Regions from separate parts of the Gossypium hirsutum genome. Here all the other regions are linked to region 3. The links are chromatin contacts, called in public Hi-C maps. All regions are on one chromosome and are shown on one strand. The core of a region is the stretch at or near the end of the contact, and the rest is flanking DNA. Distances in the headings are between cores, read along the strand shown. Region 1 has its middle 16 kb from the start of LOC107949360. Region 2 holds the start of LOC107944866 (ACD11 homolog protein). Region 3 holds the start of LOC107910681 (serine carboxypeptidase-like 42). Region 4 holds the start of LOC107948812 (transcription factor MYB124).

Evidence for each region. Hi-C and Micro-C count contacts between places; a contact is called where the count stands out from the background.
Region 1: a contact with region 3 is called in a Hi-C map of leaf, with 1.8 times the contacts expected there. The contact joins the enhancer-like site here to the promoter of LOC107910681 in region 3. A contact is called at or near these places in 6 of 34 Hi-C or Micro-C datasets (anther, leaf and petal).
Region 2: a Hi-C map of leaf shows a contact between it and region 3, with 2.1 times the contacts expected there. The contact joins the promoter of LOC107944866 here to the promoter of LOC107910681 in region 3. A contact is called at or near these places in 2 of 34 Hi-C or Micro-C datasets (both in leaf).
Region 4: a Hi-C map of hypocotyl shows a contact between it and region 3, with 5 times the contacts expected there. The contact joins the promoter of LOC107948812 here to the promoter of LOC107910681 in region 3. A contact is called at or near these places in 13 of 34 Hi-C or Micro-C datasets (anther, callus, hypocotyl and 2 more).

What each region holds. Positions count from the first base shown.
Region 1 is chrD02:38,077,452-38,082,525 of Gossypium_hirsutum_v2.1, reverse strand. No RefSeq gene overlaps it. Among protein-coding and RNA genes, the nearest start is that of LOC107949360, 16 kb to the left of the region's middle. Within about 2 kb of position 2,460, at least 4 of the 9 cell types and tissues checked have an H3K27ac peak or open chromatin away from gene starts, as enhancers often do. A contact at or near this core is called in leaf, where this site is marked.
Region 2 is chrD02:38,829,355-38,834,762 of Gossypium_hirsutum_v2.1, reverse strand. LOC107944866 (ACD11 homolog protein) reads right to left here and starts at 4,021. Exons shown (of 4, transcript XM_041088533.1): 1 at 3,640-4,021; 2 at 3,197-3,369; 3 at 2,725-2,870; 4 at 2,248-2,563. The coding sequence starts at 3,879. The coding sequence ends at 2,457. It also overlaps the pseudogene LOC107944865.
Region 3 is chrD02:38,401,955-38,407,570 of Gossypium_hirsutum_v2.1, reverse strand. LOC107910681 (serine carboxypeptidase-like 42) reads left to right here and starts at 3,212. Exons shown (of 10, transcript XM_016838635.2): 1 at 3,212-3,641; 2 at 3,833-3,906; 3 at 4,010-4,127. The coding sequence starts at 3,892. It overlaps LOC107910680 (alpha-amylase 3, chloroplastic), which reads left to right. Exons shown (of 13, transcript XM_016838630.2): 10 at 1,224-1,473; 11 at 1,558-1,680; 12 at 1,796-1,963; 13 at 2,026-2,541. The coding sequence ends at 2,187.
Region 4 is chrD02:38,115,075-38,120,206 of Gossypium_hirsutum_v2.1, reverse strand. LOC107948812 (transcription factor MYB124) reads right to left here and starts at 1,724. Exons shown (of 12, transcript XM_016883467.2): 1 at 761-1,724; 2 at 587-633; 3 at 423-479; 4 at 255-327. The coding sequence starts at 841.

The sequences.
Region 1 (5,074 bases), core at 1,211-3,710, 320 kb after region 3:
GGTATTATGATAAGGTTCTCCCCTTTGATAAATAATCAAGGTTTTGTTTCATTAATTAAAACACCTATAATCATATTTGGCCAATGGAATAGATGAATGAGCAGCTAGGCTTGATAAAAGTGCATGTTGATTATAAAAGTGCATGTTGATTATCAGCTTTGTTGGTCAATATATTCTTCAACTTAAAATGAAGCATGGTATTACAATGTAACATAGTCAAGGTACACTATTCTTCTTTTGGGTTTTTATTTCTTTCCCTTCTTTTTCTTTTATGTGAAATGACAAATTTTATTGTTATTGAACCATATTTTTGAGTGGGAGAAAAATATTCTTTGATCTCATGTAAAGGAAGAAAAAAAGAGAGAGGGGAAAGGCCCCACGTGTGGAACAAAATTTGGAGCATATGCAGCACTATTTTTTATCCATATATAGCTTTATGTGCATGTAGGGGGTTCACTTTGCTTGGGATTCCTACATTTTTGTGGGCACATTTGTTAGATATTTGAGCCACCTTTTCAACCCTAGCCCGGATCTTCACTTCACTCATCTTTCTACAAATATAACTTAAAGCACGCTGCTAGCTCTGTTGTTAAAGGAAAAGGTTTTGGGAATCCTATGCCCTCCTCCCTCACCATATATGTCCATGTGTATGTTCCCATGCGTATATATCTTATTAGTAAAAGTACTATATTAGAAGTTAGATTATATTTTATCCTCTTTATTAAAAAGGAGTAAACTGAACCTTGTATGTTAGGTCAAATAGTAAATTAGTTCATTTGTTAAAAATTCCATTCATTTTTATAGTTAAAAGCTAGTCTTATATATTAGCATGACACGTGTCATTGTTTGATTATTTTGTTAGCTATGTCAGTTTTTAATAAATGAAAATTTTAACTAAAAAACTAATTTTCTGTTTTATTTAATGTATAAAAATTAATTTATTCATTTTTTAAGTAGAGAAAATAAAATACAATCTAATTTTTAACCTAGAAAAATACTTTTACCATATCCTAAGCCTTCCTTTACTTAATTCCCTTCTTATTGTTTTACTTTCACTTATTTTTCCTATCGTATGATTAGGTAGCTAGTTAGGATCGAGAAAAGCTTAATTGATTGGTTCAAAGTATGCTTATTTGAATGGCAAAGAAAAGATTTAATTTGAAATTTAAGTTTAAGTGGAAGTCGAATTCCTTATCTTGCTTTAATAAAACAAAAAAAGGGTGAGTAAACCTGAAATAAGGGTACATATGCGGTCAAAGTTAGCATTTAACTTATTTAATTATGCCTGAAATGTCGGTGTTTGGCAGAAAATAAAATGTTGTGCCAACTTTGATTGCTCTCTTCCCTTGGTGCATAATAAAAGGATGTCTAGCAAATATTATGAATTTAAAAAATAAAAACTACTAATGAATTGGGTTGTTAGAGTGATAAGATGATGAACTACTACCTACTTCCACGTCCATATGCTAAAACAAATCACAAGAATTATATGTAGTTAATGGTCCCATAATAGATGTTATCATTAATGCTAGAATTCTCATTTCATATTAAATCCAAATCATACCCCTAGTATGGGGCCTTGCTCCATTTGTTTCCATCTGGTATAATTATAATGTACACAGTTATACTCTAATTAATTTCAATTTGAAGGGACATGAATGCTAATCGTCTACTATCTTTAAAGAGCTAAGAGTCAATCTCCCAATCATATAAACATCTTTGCACTGTTACATTCATTAAATGGGAGCACTATTGAGAATACCCAAAAAGGGGAAATTTTTTATATTTTGTAACAGAAATCTGCAAAGTGGGATCTGGCAAAGGGAGAATTGAAGATGAATTTACATTCTGTCACTCTGAAATGGTGTCTCACTCTTTAGCTACTTTCAATAAAGATGTGTTCATAGAACAGCTCATCTAACACAAAAATATAGCAGGGATTTGCAAAGTTGCAAGCCCCCCCCCTACTCTACTCTATACCAAAACTGTGACTTGACACCTCTTTTAATTCCTCTTTCTGAATTCAGATCCCTCAATCTAATATTATTCTGCCTCCTGATTGTATAAACAAATGGAGTCACTGAAAAGAAGTGGTCAAAAGCACACCCCTCTCTCACCCCCCTAATGAATTGATAAGTACCCCAGCTTCACAGTCAAGGCTTGAGAGGTTGGGCCATTTTCTTCCTTTTCTTTAACTCTGCCCGAGTGAAGTAGGGAGCACTACAGCATGGGACTAGGCATGAACTTTGGAGCCTATTACCAAAATATGTCTACCCTTTGAAGCAGCCATCATAATCCTGTATATCCATACATACGCTAAAAAAATTTATTTTGTCATTATTACAATCTGTCACTATTACTCTTGTTTGTATATACTCATATACGATGTTGATGTTGTAGCTAACAGTAGTCTTATATATCAATCATTATAATCTCTGTCACTATTACAATTGTTTATGTACGTATGATGTTGATGTTGTAGCTAGCAGTAATGTGTCCCCCACATGCTTTACAATTATACCCTGTACACCTTTATGAATTTCTACACTTGGAATCATTACCACCCTAGTGAAATATTATAGCAGGATAGAAACTTGAGTAGGATTTTAGTATTATTTTAAGATGTTGGTAGAAGCATGCTCACTCTTTGAGTCTGGGGATGGTCTCAAGGATGAGGGAAAAATTAATTGTCTGTCTTACTCTTTAACATGATTGCTTACTTTTTCACAGTGAACCCTTTTTTCACATTATCTGTCAGATTCTAACGAGTAAATCTCATTAGTTCCATACCACATAAAAATATCATTGAAACAGCAAGGATGTTTTGATTGGTCTTTTCAAAGTTTTTAACTGAAGTTCATGTCTGTCAAATAAATGATTCACTTTGAAAGCCTTATGGGGACCCCATTCACCCACTCAGTAACATAAACAAGTAGGGGGAGCTTGGTTTGAAGGCCACCTTTTTCCTGCACTCCCCGCTTTAACATAATGAGATTACATTTTCATTCAGCGTTAGGCTCCGAAGCTTAACTGGAGTGGAGCCAGGCTCCAACCCCATGTGTCACACTTGTCATCATAACACTGTCCTTGGGCTCCTTTTTGTTCACTAGGATGCATATGGGCCAGCATTGGTCTAATCAAGTCTAATCCGTAAACAACTTTGCTGCCCTCTTTCGTTTCAAAACCGGTACAGCTCTGGGCCTATCTTCACTTTTCCCTTTGGGCTTCACACTTGTTCAGCCCAAGTCAAGTCAACAGTCTGACCTTCTTGATTTAGTAAGTCAATATGTGGTAAATTCAAGATTAAGAAGTTAATAATGATAAGTTAAAAAGGTAGATTACAAGCAAATCAAAAGTATAGTGAACTGAGTAGGGTCATTGCCACTCGCTAAAGTCCCAAATGTCATACGATAGGAAGGGTGTCTCTTCGTTAATGGCACGAAAATAACCCTTTATTTAAAAAATGTTTAATTACAAAATTGGCCCTTAAAGTATACCATTTTCCCTACTTAAGTACAAGTACTTTTTCCCAAAAGTAGTATCTAAACTTCCAATTTCGTCTCATTTTACCCCAAAAGTGTATGATATCAAATAAAAATGTGCCATGTGTCATGTTTTTATTGGTTGATATTGTGATTTGGGGTAAAATGGTAAAATTGATAGTTTAGGTACCACTTTTGACTAAAATAGACTTTAGGTGCCTAAGTGGGAAAAATGATATACTTTAAGGGCCAATTTTGCATTTAAACCTTTTAAAAAATAAATGGCTAATATTTGTTAAAAGAACCAAGCAAATCACTACATATTTCTTAAGCTTAAGGGCACTTTTGATTGCTCGAATCTTACATTACAACTCATAATGTTACATTTCGAGATGAGATTATGTTATTTGGATTCTCAACATTCTAGCCACCCCATAATCTCATGTTCCCAAATATTGTCAAGATGTTGTAATATTAGGACATAATCCCATTATGACCTATTAATTAGGTTATCTTAGATTACGAGCGTAATCATAAATTTTGAACCAATTGACCCTTTTTTCTTAATTATATTAATCAATTTAGCCCATTTTTCCCTAATAAAAATTCAATCTAATTAAAAACAAAAATCTATCCTTTTCTTAGCAGTGAAACAATAGATGTCATACTTTTGGGCACTATGTTTATCACTTTTAAAACAATGCTTTTTTCACCCTTGGATTTGTTCCTTCTGATTCTTCAAGATTGATTTAAAAAGTCTAAAAGGACTCAATCAACTCATTGATCCTCATGTTATTAATGTCTTTTTGCCTCTTTAATGGTTGTGACTTTGATGGCAAGACTTTTGAGCAAGGATCTCAACACATTCCTTACTAGTTTGGAGTTTGAATACTCATTATGAAGGGCAAAAGCTTGATTGAATATGTCACAGAGTTCAACATAGAACTCACCAATTGTTTCATTCTCCCGAATCCTTGAGGTTTAGAACTTGGTGCTTAGTCTGAACTTTAAATTTCTTAACTATATTGGTTCCTTCATGAGTAGTCTTGAGAATTCCTCAAGCATCCTTGGAAGTAGTGAATTTAGATATTCTTTTAAATTCCTATCTATCTACTCCACAAAAAATAGCATGCAGTGTTTTTAAATTGAAATTTGTATGCTTTTCTTCCTTTGTAGTCCAAGCCAATTTAGACTTCAATGTTCTTATTGTAGATGTCCCAATAAGAAGAGCCTCCCTAAAACACCCTAAAATTGGGTCTAGAAGTTTTGAGGGTATAATGTGAATTTTGGCTCGGAGTAGGTTCAGAAAATTCTGAATTGTGGTAACACGAAATTATTTTCAATCATAATTTTTGAAAAAATTAAATCAATTTTTGAAAATAATACTGAAAAGACCTTCAACTGTAAAATAAGAATTGTTTTGTAAAAGGGTTCAATTTAGGAGTAGTTTTAAAGTAATTTAACCAAAGTTTTAAAAATACTCTATTTCCCCTATTTATCTTCACAAAACCCACGTTAGTTTTTCCCATTCTTTTTGTTTCGCCGTCCATTGTCTTCCTAAACCCCATTCATTCAATTTTGATTCACAAACT
Region 2 (5,408 bases), core at 2,772-5,271, 430 kb before region 3:
AACCAAGGTATTGTCAATAATCCAGTTAGCCAAGGATGTTTCGAGTGGTGGGAATATTGACTTGGTAGATCGGACTGTTGTAAAGACCCCTTTGGAATTGCTAGAGGTACGATGAACCGATATGAAACCTATTGAGTCATTAATGGGGCTACCACCTATGAGAGAGGTAATGATACAAGTTGGGTAGTTGGAACAAGTAAATGCAACGAGCGAGGTACATTTCAAACACTTATCTAGTGTTTCTCATTATGACTTACCATTGGTTTGGTAAAGACACATGGGCCCTTTTAGAGTTTTGAAATGGGTGAACTAAGGGGCTTACAGACAATAGTTGGGGAGATACTATAACTAATTGAAGGTATGGATCCGATCTAAAAATGAAAAAGAAAAGGGAGATACTCTCTTTTTTTTTTTTGTAGCCTTTTGGCGACATGGCCGAGCGGTAAGGCGGGGGACTGCAAATCCCTTATTCCCCAGTTCAAATCCAGGTGTCGCTTGATCAACAAAAAACTCGAAATCCTAACGTCTCCTAACATCTAGGATTCATGGAAAAACTAAAGTAGTGGAAGGGAATCAGTAAATCTTGATATGGGAGCCCCCTTACTAATGGAGTGGCTACTAGAGGAGTCTTGAAATAGATTGGATAACGGGAGTGTCTAATTAACTAATGAATGGTTATAGAAGGGTTGGAAGATGCTTTGTATACAGACGGATGAAAGTATCTAAATGCTTAAGGTTAACCCAGTGTTCAATGTGGGTGTGCCGAAGCCTATTTCTGCAGATCAAGGGGATCTTGGCTGAGGTAAGTCACAATGTTGGTAAGTAAGAGCGGTGGGATCTTGCAAATGAGATGTACTACGGAGCAAGATGGTTCGAGTAAGGAGACGAAAAAAATCGAGGCAAGTATTTTGAATGGTGGAACTACTTGACAAAGAGGCTAATCAAGAATCGGTCGAGGCATCGAGAAAGTTCCGAGGCGAGCCAAACCAGTGTCATTCCGAGGATGCAACAAGTGCATTATGAGAATGGGTGGGGGAGAATGTCTCGGGCTGTGGGTAAAAGCTCGTGATGAATGCGTACAGAAAGTCCCATTGAGGTCAATTGATGAAATGGAGCTCATTCGATCCACTTAAATTGACCTGATTCATGGAACATGTAGAGAAGACCATCTACTTAAAGCATTGGTGGCCCAATAAAGCACCTAAGGGAAATGAGGATTGCCATGGTAAATATGGAAACTTCTATTAGAATGTGATATCTTAAAAGATTTTATTTTGTAATCTTAAAGGATTGTTTTTATAAGGCAACGAGGATCTGTACACATTAGAGACATGCTATGCTAGGAAGTGTTGTTGTGTTTGGGTTTCTCTATCAAGCCACGATGAATCGCTGATGAACACCCACCCACAAGAATTCCATTGGCAACTGTCATTATTCATCAATTATGGTAATTCTATTTCACTCCAGGTGCATTGTTATCTTTTGATGATTCTTGAATTTTCTTCGACGAAGCTACTACTAAATGCATCGCTTATGAGGCTCTTTGATCTTCGACACCCATTTGCCCCATCGTTGCTTCTGAACAACACGATATACTGGATGCCAAGTTCTGTTGTTTCCCTTCGTGTCGTGTTTGGTTTCCATAGTGGTAGCAAATTTTGAGGAGGTGGTGAACGCGTTCAAGTCCTCTTCCATATATAGTGGTTGCTCCATTACATGAGAATCAAACAGTTAGGATTTTTAATTCAAAATTATATTGCCCTATACTGCGCCACATAGTTACGTTAATTCGCTAAACCCCATTGTCACTTTATATAACTTCCTCGTCAACAAATAAACTAACTTTAAAACTTAGAGAAATGATGTTTCCAAATGTTTTAACCAATTCCTAAACTCTTAGCACAGAGACCTCTGCTTACACCTGAGTGCGGACCTTTACCTTTTCCACCCTTTCTAGAAAAAAAAACCTAAACTTTACGCTTTTTTCTTATAATAATATCCATAAGAAAACCTGCAGAGACAAATCTAAAAAGGCAAATAACAGTTTTTTTTTTTTTTGCAATCAACATTGCTATTGTTGCTGTTAAGTGCTTCGTGCGATCCTATCGTAATTCTTTGAACATAGCTAATTAATTAATAATATTTGGAATAGGGAGTTGTTTATCTGGAAAAAATATCTGAGTTTTCTTTTGATTTCTTATATGAGTACACACAATTAAAAATGTAAAGCAAAATGAACTTTGAAACTAATTAATAATATAGTATATGTCATAGACTGTTGTTCTGTTGCTGCACAAAATCTAAGATGCAAAATAGCAACTAGCTAGAACAAAATAACATATTGTAGAAAAAATTTATGTATATATATTAATTATAATAAAGTAGTATATGTTACTGGTTGAATAAAATATCCATGGATATCCTTCTCTGACACTCTGCCCAGTTGATAATATTAGTCACCAGTCCAAGGCGATCTTCCTAGAACTATAAAGCTTATCAATGTATGCTATTACTGGGCGCGATGCTTCGATATACCTTCTCATTTTCTTCTCTGCTGTATGATCTGCACACACACACACACACACACACACACACACATATATAGATTAAAAAGTATAAGGAAAAGAAGAGAATACATGACGATGATCAAAGTTATTTTGCGAAAGATATTAAGCATCCATTCCATATGCTATGTTGCTCTCTCCTCAACATATAGGAACTCACCTGTTTCATTGAGCTTCTGTAAAAGTTCTTCCCTTGTTGGAAGAGTATACATTCCAGCAGAAACCGCAGTCCTGACGGCCCATGTGTGGTATGGTGCACACACTTGAGAATAAGCTGTTGAAGCTGCATCCTTCAAATAGTAATCACTACAATTTGAAACCAAATAAATAATAATAAGGAAGTTGAAGCATGAAATGGTGACATGAAAAAGGAGAGTTACATTCCATATGTGCATTGTAGTGTGTATTTTATCAAGGAAACAGAGAGGAAAACAAAATTTTCAGCTAATCCCATGTTGATTATGGTCTAAAGCCTCTGCCTTTAGTCTCCTAATCTCGGTTTCAGGTGTCATTTTTAGAATTTTGCCATAGTAAAAAAGGGTCACAGGCATATCAAACGTTACACAACTTGTAAATACTACAAATTTCTCTTGAAATCAAGAGAAAAAAAACGATGGAAGGGCGAGACATACTCGGTTGACATAAATTCTTCAAATAAAGCCCGGATGAGGTCAAGACCCTGTCTAACTCGCCGCAGATTACGTGAATGGCTTCCTGGTTTTTTCACCGTGTCATTAGCAACATCACGATCAAGTACATTTTCTAAAGTGGTATACGTCTTGGATGCTTCCACAAGATCATGTACCTTATCAAAGCATTAATCATTTCATTACATCACGGCATTGAGAATTTGTATAAAAACAAATGCAAACCACAAGAAAATAGACCTTGATGAAATGCTGTATTGTATATGGATGTTAACAACATCAGAAAATCTGTCTATACGCTATCTACAATATTTAAGTTTACATTGATTGATTGGCATCAATTATACATATAATAAGGTTTCTCAATGCAAATCCTGACAGCCTAAAGAAACATGATTCCAGTTTCTAGCAATGTAAAGGCAATGAACCTTGGCGACGTACTCCATCTCGGCGAATTTGAAGGCGAGGCCGAGGCAGCTAAAAAGAACAGAAACCAGAGAACATGCTTCACAGAAATTATCCAACCGAAGTTTTTGATCCTTAGTCTGAGATCCCAAGAATCCCGACAGCTCCTCAAACGCCTTCGCTATATCCGACAGAGGCGTTTTAGTTGTCATGGACATCTTGGTTTGAGAATGATTAAAACCATTATCTGCACCTTCATCCATGGCTTATATCATAACTATCTTTAATTTTTGTTCTTTAGGATTCCCAATTCGCTTTGAAACCGTCCAACATTTTGAATTTTCATCAAGAAAAGGTAAATTGGACTAGTGTTTTACGTGTCTCGGATTCATTTATTTTCTTTCTCTTGTCTAAACATGACAAGTGTTGTGGGGGATATTTAGAGGTCACACTACAAACACGGTCCGCCACTTGGTTTTCGACTTTTGTGGGAAAAGGAAAATTCCAACACATTTGTGGTCCTTTTGCTTCCTTGTCGTTACTCGTTGCTTTCTTAATCGTCTGTTTGATGGGGATGGATGGGTCACAATAAAATTCGGTCCAAATGCAGCTGGTAACTCCCTTGAGCAATTATCGTCATTGGATATGTTGAAAACTTAACAGATCACGTCCCTTGTACCATCGATTTTCATAATTAATACAAACTAAATTTGAATTTTAAAGAGCAAGGAAATATAAGACTTGAACCTGGAATGAGTATATTCTTGTTTGTCTTGCTTTTGCTTGGTTGCTTGTCTATCGATATATTAAAGGATCTGATTGACTAACAAGTGTTGAGCTCCCAAGATAAAAGAAGAAGAAGAAGTGATTGGACTTGGTAAACCATAATTAAAAACAGAAAAAGAGATAGTTTACTAAAATTTCAACCTTTATTTTTATTTTTATTTTGATACGGTCATTGCTACGACTAGAACCTGGGAATGCATGGTGGAACTAAGAATGCAAGATGAATGAAACAAGCAGTTTCTTGAGCTTGAAGGCTCGATACTTGCTGTACAAACAAAAACGGAATCGGGCTTGAAGAACAAGAGAAAGCAAAGAACTAAGAGAGAATTTGATGAAGAATTCTGATAATTTCATTGACTGATGAATGAAGGTACAAAGCCATTACATATATCAATCCATAAGCTGGTCAAAAATTAGCAAATGTCACCTAAACATTTACCTAACACCACTAAACTACATTGAAACTTGTTAAACATAACTCGTACATTTTGCAAAGCTGATTTATCAGCTCAAACTTCACCTAATTACATCAAACATTTTACCAACTTAGTTCAAGACAAACTAAATTACAAAATACTGATTGAAGTAACAAAACAAAACAGTAGCAGAAGCTTCAACTGCAACTTCATGGCACCGGCTGCTTGCTCTGCTTCTTCATGCTGCATGTGCTGCATGGAAGCCAACTTCAACAATGCAAAATAATCAAACCTTGCATGCAGCTTCTTTAGATTCAGCGTCTTTGGTAGGGGTTTGAATGGGCTTATAAGTATAGAGTTTGGCACAACAGATATAATAAAGAAGATTAACCACTTGCAAGCCGGTGATCAACCAGTAAAATAACTCCAATTTCCCCTTGTTTAAATTGTTATCTGGGAGCCAATTTGATCCGTCAGGTTTAGCACTATATTTGTGCACTAAAGAGACCAGCAACGTACTCACATAATTCCCAACTGAAATTGCAGTCCAGAACAAAGCAGTAGCACTGATCCTCATGCTTTCTGGTGAC
Region 3 (5,616 bases), core at 1,963-4,462:
CTCTTTTCCTTCCACTATCTATCATGCCTGAAAGGATTATAAAAGCATGTATTTTCTCACTGTTTGATCCTGCTTCTACCTTTTTTTTTTTGTCTTCTTGTCAAAAGTTCTTTGATGGACATGTATGGATACATACCCACTGAATATTCTCAAAATTTTGAAACTATTGCCAAAGTTAACCTTCTATTGCGTCAAGATCTTACTTTAGCACCATTACATTCATAACAAAATATAGAATATACATTATAGGCAATATGAATAACTTGTTAGTAGAAACTAGAAAGGTTTAACAGGAACAAATGATTATTTGTATATTAATTGGGTACTTGTGCACTTTTTTTCATTTTTGAGGTGATTTTTTATATGATTTTAGCCTGGAAATGGGATATGATTAAATAACTGAACTAGAACACAGTTACATAGTAGCTGATATAATTAGTATAGTATAGTGTATTTGTCCTTTGTTTCTTATTAAAATACATGGCCCATCAGGAAAAGGGTGTACTAATGGAAAGTTTTCATTTAGTAAATGAGCTGCAACATAGTGGTTTTTGGTCACAAATTTAAGCCTAAAGTTTGCAATTTTGAATAATCTACCCTTGTGCTGGTTTTATAGCGTGGTTTTCCTAAAAGGTTTTGTAAAAATTTATCAATGCCTTAGTCAGATGATGGATTAACTTGGCCTAGCTATTCAATAGTCTTCTTGGACCAAAAGGTTACCTCAACAGGATATTTTGATTGTTTTGGTTGTTTAAGCATAGGTTCCGTTTTTGGTTGTAGTCTATCCATTGGTGTAAAATCTAATGGAAGAACTGGATATTTAAGACCTCTTTAGGAACCATCTTCATCCTTCCCTGCGGAAAGTTATAATTCCAATCACTACATCTTAGGCTTTTCTTTTGGGTTAGCTTTGAGATGTCCTATATTCTACGTTACAACTATCTTGTTTGTTTTCTTAATTTTTTCTTCTGAGAATTGGGTTCTGGTAACTCAGATTCCAAGGAAGCTGACCTGAATATAGCATTAATACTGAGGAATTAATGAACAAGTTGTCATGTGTTTAATTCAAGTGTTACTTGTTTCCTCATCATGTTCTGATCAGCTTTGTCTGTATGCTTCTACATCACGCAAGAGATTTACTTGCAGATTATTTTTACAAAGTATTTTCTTCTACTGTTATAGCTTATTGATATAATGCCTTTCTGGCTATTTGGGAGATGCAGAGAAGAAATTGGGTATGATGGGTGGAGGCTGGATTTTGTCAGAGGATTTTGGGGTGGTTATGTCAAGGACTACTTGGATGCAAGTGAACCATACTTCGCGGTGGGTGAGTATTGGGATTCTCTCAGTTACACATATGGTGAAATGGACCACAATCAAGATGCCCACCGACAGAGAATTGTCGACTGGATCAATGCTACTAACGGAACTGCCGGTGCATTTGATGTCACAAGTAAGGGAATTCTTCATTCGGTAAGCATTCCTGCCAAGTATTTCTGCAGAAATGAAGACATTATTTATATTCATTTCGTTACGGTATAATTATTTATAACTCAGGCACTGGAAAGATGTGAATATTGGCGATTATCGGATCAGAAAGGGAAGCCTCCTGGGGTTGTTGGATGGTGGCCCTCTCGTGCTGTTACCTTTATAGAGAATCATGACACTGGTTCTACCCAGGTTTGAGCATGCATCACTGTCTTTTCACTTGTTTCCCCTTTAACTACTTTGAATGCTAATGCTTACATTCTTCTATTCAAACTATCCTGTTTGATATGATATGCCACTCCTGAAGGGTCATTGGAGGTTTCCAGGTGGAAAGGAAATGCAAGGATATGCATATATCTTGACACACCCAGGAACACCGGCTGTGTTTTATGATCACATTGTCTCCCACCATCGCTCAGAGATTGGCGCTCTTATCTCTCTCAGAAACAGAAACAAAATCCATTGCCGGAGTATAGTAAGTATCCAAAACTCTAGCACTAAAAGGAAGGACAAGTATTGACTTGGTTTATGGTATAGGTTGAAATTGTGAAGGCAGAGAGGGATGTATATGCGGCCACCATAGACGACAGAGTTGCAATGAAGATTGGACCAGGTTATTATGAGCCTCCAAGTGGACCCCAAAGATGGTCCTTAGCTCTTGAGGGATACGATTACAAGGTCTGGGAAGCATCTTCTTAATGCAAACTTGGGCTGGGAACTATTTTTACTTTGCGTAGTGTATATAGTCAATCCTCTAGGAATGTCCAGCATGTACCTCTCATTCCATCATTTGTACCATTTTTTACCCGATATACATATAGGGTGTTTGACCAAAGTCAGGGCTTACAGCAGGTGATTGTTTATTGGAGCCACTTAGCTACAGTCCAAGGAGTTTTAACTTAGTACTTGTTCATTATATCTTATTTTACAATTCCTTACGATAATAACATTGGAAGAACAATTTCTTGCCTTCTGCCAAATCTGTAATATTTTTGCAAATTGGCTTTGTTGTTATTATTTTCTTATAAAATAAAATGAAATACTATTTATTCCTTTCCAAGTTCCAGCTGCCCTGGTTTTCTTTTTCCACTTTCAAGGTTTCATTGTTATCATAAAGTTTTTTGTCAAGGCAAATGTCATTGATATATGTGTATTATCTATTTATTTATTTTATGAATTTTAAAATTATTAAAAGCTAAAGGCGTAAATATTTTTTATATATTTGAAATTAATTAATCTATTCTATTTAAATATAGGATAAACTATTCGATGATCACCCTAAAAGAGGGTTGTTCCTGTTTTGATCATTTAAATTTTTTTATCAATTTAGTGTCGTCGTTAGAAAATTTGTTTGAAATGATCACCCCAATATACACAAATTATTAAAAAATTAATATTTTAGTCAGCAGTTTCATTTAAAAGAGAAGCATTTCGACTATTTTTGAAAAGTTAATAATTAAATTTAACTAAAAAAAGGATAGCAGTCAAATTCACAAAAATATGTAAACATGAATAACTAAATTTATCATTATGCCAAACTAGAAAAATGAAAAAATTCAAAAAATAAATATAAATAAATAAAATTTCATAAAACAATCAAAATTTCAAATAATCTAGAAAATAATTATTTGTTTGAGTTTTGTTAGAAACTTTGGAAGTTTAATTAACTAAGAATTCTTCTTTTCTTTCTTTATTTTTTTAAGAAAAGGCTAGATTTCATTTATTAAAACGGTTTAAAAAAATCACAATAATAACAACTAATAGAAGATAAAAAACATAACAATTTCCTAAGAAATAGAAGCATATCTTCGATAAAACCAAAGAGTACCCAACCGTTTTAATGAGCTCAACCACTCCCTAAGGGCATATAAAACAAAAGGATAACCAGGAGCCCATTAGGAAAACAAACCGTCTCTTTCAGGAAATGCAAAATCTAGAGACCTTCTCTATCTCTTGAGCAATCGCAACCATCAGCAGCTAAAAAATTACATCTATAATATAGGCACTAATGACAGATCCATCTTCGTTTTGTGCATGTAGTTTCTTTACAATAGCAAGAGAATCTCTTTCAATCACCACATCCCTAAAACCCAGATCAAGGCACATTTGAATTACCTGGAGGCATGCAAGCGCTTCTGTCGCCAAAGGAGTAGGTACGTGATTGTTGATAATCATTCTCAAACCCAAAACTGTCCTTTCTGAGTTTCTGCCCACTATCCCCATGCATGATTTCTTTGTATAGCTTTGCAAAGCAGCATCAAAGCTTATCTTGAGCGAGGGTGGTTTTGGTGGTTTCCATCGTTTCAACTCTTTTGATAGATAATCTCTCATTTATGATTTCTAGATCTCAAATGTATGAATCGATGAAATTAACTATTTCAAAAGTTGACAGTTGGATCCTCAATGGAAAAAATGTTGGTAATGGAATCCTCCCTCCACTGTCTCAATCTTGGCTCAGTCAGTTCAGAAACCTTGTCTATAATTTGATTTCTTACATAGCTATAGATCTTCTAATCGACAGAGCCAGGAACCCAAGCATTCTTCCAGATGGATATATTGGTACTCGATCCCACCCGCCAACACATGTCTGTTTAAAGAAGTCCTTTCGCAGCCCATATACTCTTCGAGGTATAACAAGGGTAATTTCCTAGACTCGATCTCAAAAAAGGGGAATCTGAATAATATTTAGCCTTTAACGTGCGCACCAATAAAGAATCTAGAGAACTAAACAATCGCCAACCCTGTTTTGCAAGAAGGGCTAAATTGAATTTTGATAAACTCTTAAGCCCCAAACCATCATCTTCCTTAATGTCACATAGCTTTCTCCATTCGCACCAATGAATCCCCTTCTTGCCCTTGTGTTTCTGCCACCAAAACCTGCTAATGATGCGCTCCATTTCAACATAAAGAGAGTTAGGCAATAAAAAGCATGATATCGAATAAGTAGGATGGCTTGCACAATGCTTTTAATGAAAACCTTTTTACCACCTTGAGAGAGGGGTTTAACACAACAATTATTAATGCGACTAATCACCTTGTCTTTCAATATCTAGAAAGCCTTTCTTTTCATTCAACCTACCGTATTCAGAAGTCCAAGGTATTTTTCCGGACCTGAAGAATAACAGACATTCAAGATTTGAGAATTTGATATCCTTGATTGATCTGAAATATTAGAACTAAAGAGCAGAAGAGATTTCTCAAAATTGATGCATTGACTTGAGAAAACTTCATATTCTTTTGAATAAACCCGTCATATTATTAGCACCTCTGTCAGTAGCCTCTCCAAACAAAATGCAGTTGTCTGTAAACAAAAGATGAGTAATTGTTGGTCCCCGCCTGCATACTTTTTCTCCAATTATTATTCCTTCCCCCTTTTCCATTCTTATAAGAGACGATAAACCTTCACTACAAATAAAGAAAAAGGTAGGGGTTGAGTGGATCTCCTTGCCTAAGATCTCTTGTCGATTTAAAGATTTCGCCCGCTTCCCCATTAATAATAATTGAGTAAGAAATTGTGGGAATACAGTGCATAATGAAATCGACCTAGAAAAAGAAAATCCCGTCTTGATCATCATATCATAAGTTTTACTAATATCGAGTTTGAACGGAACAGAGTATATTTTCCCTATTCTTCTTTGCTTGAAAGTGGGAAGTATTTTGTAGGCAAGTAGAACATTGTCGGTGATTAATCTCTTTGGAACAAAAGCACTTTGTCCTTCATCTATGCAAACATTCAACACCTTTTGAAAATGATTGGCAATTGTTTTTTTATATAATGTTATAAAGAACTGTACATAGACTATGTTTTAGGGATAAGGACTATGTGAGTAGAATTAATAGCCTATAAAGAAGTTGTAACAACTTGATTTATAATTGTGTCGGAACAGTAGTTCAAAGACCACAATTTCGATGATAAAGTTAGAAAATGTTATTTATTTACATTTACCAACCTGTTAAAAGTGTTTTATTGATGTTTGAATTGGTGAATTTAGTCAATAAGTTAGAAATGAAAGTGTATGGACTAAAATCATAAGAATTAGCGAAAAGCTAGTTAAATGAGTTTAATAAAAATTGTTCAAGGTTCAAAGTGGTAAATAGTCACTCTTGCATGGTAGTTTCGGTTGTGTC
Region 4 (5,132 bases), core at 475-2,974, 290 kb after region 3:
ACAAAAACTGTGTCAATTAGTTTAAGGTCTGGCCTACCTCTCTCTATATATTTGTTTTTCCTGTTTGGAAAACTCAAAACCTACTGTACCAGTAACATGCAATAGCCTGATACAACTGATCAATGAAAGTAACATTTCCTCCAAATACATCATAAGAAGATAAGTTCTTGAAAAATTCATTTCAAGTTTTATTAAAGTAACACTGACCCCATTTAACTTGAATGGAAATGGAGGTTTTAAACTTATTTAATTACCTCACATAAAAGCATATCTTCCTCTGGTGACCATCCTCCTTTCTTGAAATCAGAATTCAAGTATGTGTACCATCTGTGTTTTTGTTGTGACAAAAAAAGACATTAGATTAAAAAGTCAAACAAGACTAAAAATGATCAAACTTTTGGAATCATCATGGTTTCACCAACCTTCTTCTGCACTGCCTTGTGGTTTTATCCTTGAATTTAGAGGCAATGATCGCCCAGCTGCACTCAAACATTAAAACCAACACAAATCCATTCAATTTCATCCATCATTAAAAAAACAACAAACAAACCCTTCAAATGAACGAATGAATGAATAAAAGGCTCACTTTTGAGTCCCATGTAAACTGATTTGTTCTCGAAGTATATCATCTTCCTGCAAACACCCCCCCCCCCAATATCAAATTAATAAGAACCCCCCAAAACAAAGAATCAATCAATCAAATAATAAACAAAACAGAGGGAACCAAAGAAGAAAACTATTTTAAAAAAGAAAAGAAAACCTCTTGATTCCACGTCACTATATGACGCTCCTTCTTCTTGGAATCTTCATTGCCACCATTCTTCTTCTTTGTTTCCTGCATATTCTTTTTCTTCTTTACTCTAATCTCTGTCTCTCTTAGTTGCTGGCCTTCCTTGACGCTCCCTTCCCTTTTATTAAAACCCAAGTGGCATCCTCAAAAAGCCAACCCTTTATTATAAAAAAAAAAACCATGAAAAAGGGAACCAACGCTTCCACTTCCCTCTCTTTTATCTTTTTTACTACAAAACTCACTGTTGGGTTCAAACGGAATCCTTATTACTCTCAATAACTCTATGCTTTGTTTCCCCCTTCTACTCCGTTATTCCTCGGATGCTAACCCTTTCTTTTTCCTGTTTATACTTAGAAAATAGAATCACAACGTCTCCACCAGTTATATGGTCAATAAAAGCTTGAGCTTTGTGATTCAAATGTACATGTATATACGTAGAATCGAAAAGGGTAGATCTATAATGGATAAAAAGAATTAAAACTTTGAAGAGAAGGGAAATGGAAGAGTGATGGAATGATGAATCTGGAAGAAATATATATTTTGGGCTTTTTTCTTTCAAATAAAGAGAGAAACTTTTTGGAAAAATACTCTCTTTCTTGCAAGGGTTTTTTAGGATTTATTTTGTTGATTTCAAACAATGGAAGAAAAGAGCTAAAAAATATTAATTTAAATCAACGGATTCTTGCTTTAGTGCGCGGGTATGAAGAAGAGTTTGAAAATATTAAAAGAAAAAGAAAATTAAATAAATAAATAACGCCGAATTTCATGACGCTGTTATGAATGCCCTGGACACTTACCCCACTCTGCTCCTAAAGCAAACCCTATTTTTACTATTTTCTTATTTTTATAAATTTAATAATTTATCCATTTTCTTTTCTGTTTTTTTCCCTGAACTATGATGATTTTAGCGGACATAAAAACTGATGAACCTTCGTATTTCTTCACATCACAGCTCTTCTTCTTATATATATTCTTATTTTGGGGGGTGAATTTTAGTTTTCAAAATTCAAAACAATCCCCAGGCGCAACATATTCACGTGAAAGAAACGCGTGTGTTGATTGGATGTAATGCCTGTGCATCAGTCAACGTTGATGGTTTTCATTGGGCAGTGCAACGCACGTGAATAGTTTGCATCATTGGAATTGGGCTTTTTATTATTGTTTTTGGCTTAATTTTCTGACGCGACAAGTTCTTTTTAATGGCATTTTGTTTGTGTTATTTTATTTTCTTAAAAATGAGATGCTTTTGCTTTCATATTCATTCGATTTTCTCACCTTCCATTTGTTTGGTTGTTTGTTCATGTGAAGCTTATTAATTCCAGTTAGATTTTTGGAGGGAAAAATACCAAATCAAAAATAGGAAACTTCTCTTTTGGTTATTGGTTTGGATATTTAATGATCCAACACAAACATTGTTTGTCTTTTCTAAAGAAGAAAATGACAATATATATTCCAAATTCAACATTTTTACCTTGAATATTCTATTATTATTTTATTTGTTACAAATACCAACTTTAAATTGTTTAACTCATGATTTTGCATTTATATCACATTTTCTTTAAAATATTTCACTTACCCATATGGTTTTATATTCTGTCGTTATTTTTTTATATTTTAACAATTCAACCATCATATTTCATTAGAGCGGGCAAAACAGACCTGAGCCCAAAAGTTCGCCCATGCCAATCCAAGTTTATAATGATCAGAATTCGAGGAAATCCAAACCCGAGATAGATCCAATCTAAAACTCAAATTTATGATAATATGTATTTTAAATATTATATGATTATATTAAAATTTTATAAATAATAACACTAAATTATAAAATAAAATAAATTTTAAAAAAATTAATTATGGATATACAATAATTTTTAATGCAATTATTATATATGTATAATAAAAACTCAAAGTTAGTAATTATATAAAAATAAGATGATGTAATAGATTAATTTAATGTTATGAATTAAGCCTAAACAAACTCACCTACTGAATTACTTAAACTTTTAGTTAATGAAAAATCATATTATATGTACTTGTTGTACCCATAATCGTTTGAAAAATGAACCAAAAAAAAACCTCTTAATCACCTTTGGTTTCATTTTTGGTAGGTTCCAAAAATTGTATACTAAGGCAAAATGGGTATATAAGGGCACATGACATGTACAAAATTTAGATAAATTTTTATTATATTTTATTTATATTTTACAATTTTTATAGTTTGTTAGTATTTTTTACTAATTATCAATTATTATTATAATTATCATATTTTTATAATAATTTATAATTTTTTATAATATTTTGAATTACATCTAAAAAGAAGTAAACAAATAGGTGTCTAGATTCAAATAAACTTAAGTTCATTTGTCTAGGTTCTAACTAGATATACATTTTTAGTATATTTTTATAACTTTTAGGATTTTAGGTTTTTTTAACCGCGTAGTCAAATTGATCAATGACGATTTTTATTATCGAAAGGGTCTAGTTGAATTTCTTTTGTCATTGAGGACTCAATTGAGTGCATGTTAAGAGCTTAATTGATTTATTTTTATTTTTTACTAAGAATTTTTCTCACCCTTAAGCTTAAATATAATAAATATTTTTCAATATTCAAGATGTAATGATAAAAAAAATTATTCAAATATCAATCTAGTAATATAATAAATAATAATAAAAAACTATTTTTTTTCAATTTAGAAGTTCTTTCCAAACTCGAGATAATGATTCAAATAAATAAAATTTTATATGGATATCATATAATAATAAAAATTACCTACAATACAAATAAACAAAAAAAATATTACATACAAATTCATATACATATTATATAATAATATTAATTATGTTTATAAAATTCTTATATATTATATAATCATAAACATACAATATAATAAGCACTTTTTTAGTTATGTTATATACAATATTTCTAATAAAGTAAAGCATCTATATAAATTTTTTGTTTTACCTAAAGTGAATTTGTATTGTGATATCATCATGTAAAAGTAAAATTAATTATTACATTCGAATAAAATTATAAAACATCATAATTATTTGAATTTGTTTAAACCCACCTAACTAAACTTGATAGAATTTGAGAAAATCTGAACTCGAAAATCCAAATCCCAAAAGGGCTCAAGTCCAGAAAAATTCAGACCCTAATAAATTTGAATCCACAAAAAATTTGAGCTCGAATTTATTTAAATCTAAAGACAATTCAATTTGAGCATGTTTAAACTTATCCGTTTATCACTTCTTTATTTCATGAATAGTTCATATAGATAATGTATATCAAATTTAACGGATTATATATTTTTGTAAGTAACTAATTATAGAAAAGATGAAAGTGAAATTTTATTGAGCGAAATCTGAATGTATACATATTTATACGTAGTTTGAACGTACCCGACATTGGTTGGATGTGTAGGAGGAAAAACATGATTTTCCACTTCCACACACATGATGCATGAACGTAGATCAAAATCAAAGTCGCTAAAAACTTTCAGGATGAAGTGACCCAAACCTAACTATATTCAACTGTATTGGTTAAAATTTGAGATTGATTAAGTTGAAATATACTAACAATAAATAAATAAACCGTGTGGGGCTTCACCTTTGCCGGCCAGTCTCTTATTATTGAAATTTCATACTAATTAATTAATGAACTCCCAAAGTATACAACCATATATGTGTACCCAACGGGCTACCTTCAAAGCCTGTTGGAACACTAGAAACTAACAACTAGTGTGTTAATGTTATCTTATATAAATCACCTATTCCACGATAAATTGCATGACACCTGGATTTTGAAGATGCGTGGAACGAGCCATCTTATCTAACTTGAAACCTTTAAAATAATTGATGTATTGGGTGGGAGCCCAACACTGCCCGAAGACAAATGCCATTTTCATTGGTCTCTTTCTTGATAGCGAAATCTCCCGCCAAAAAGGAGGTATAGATTCAAGCAACATACTCCCTCTTGCCTCTTAAGTTGGTTTATGTTTATCTTTTTATATATATATATATGGACGATTCGAAGCAGAAACATTACACATAAGATTCCACATTTCTATATTTCCAAGTTAGAAAATGAAATTGTTAAAAGTGTAATTTATTTTCTTCTCTAAAATATTTAATTGGTAATTTGAATTTTTTTCATTTAATTGATACTTGAATTTATATTCTGTCACTTAAGTTGGTACTTCCGCACTAATTCCGTTAATTTGTGTTAACTTGACATTGATAGCCAATCTGATGGTGACACGTGACATCCATGTGATGAGCACAAATTTGAAAAATAAATAAATTCATAAAAAATAGTATAATTTTCTTCCAAATTCATTTTTAA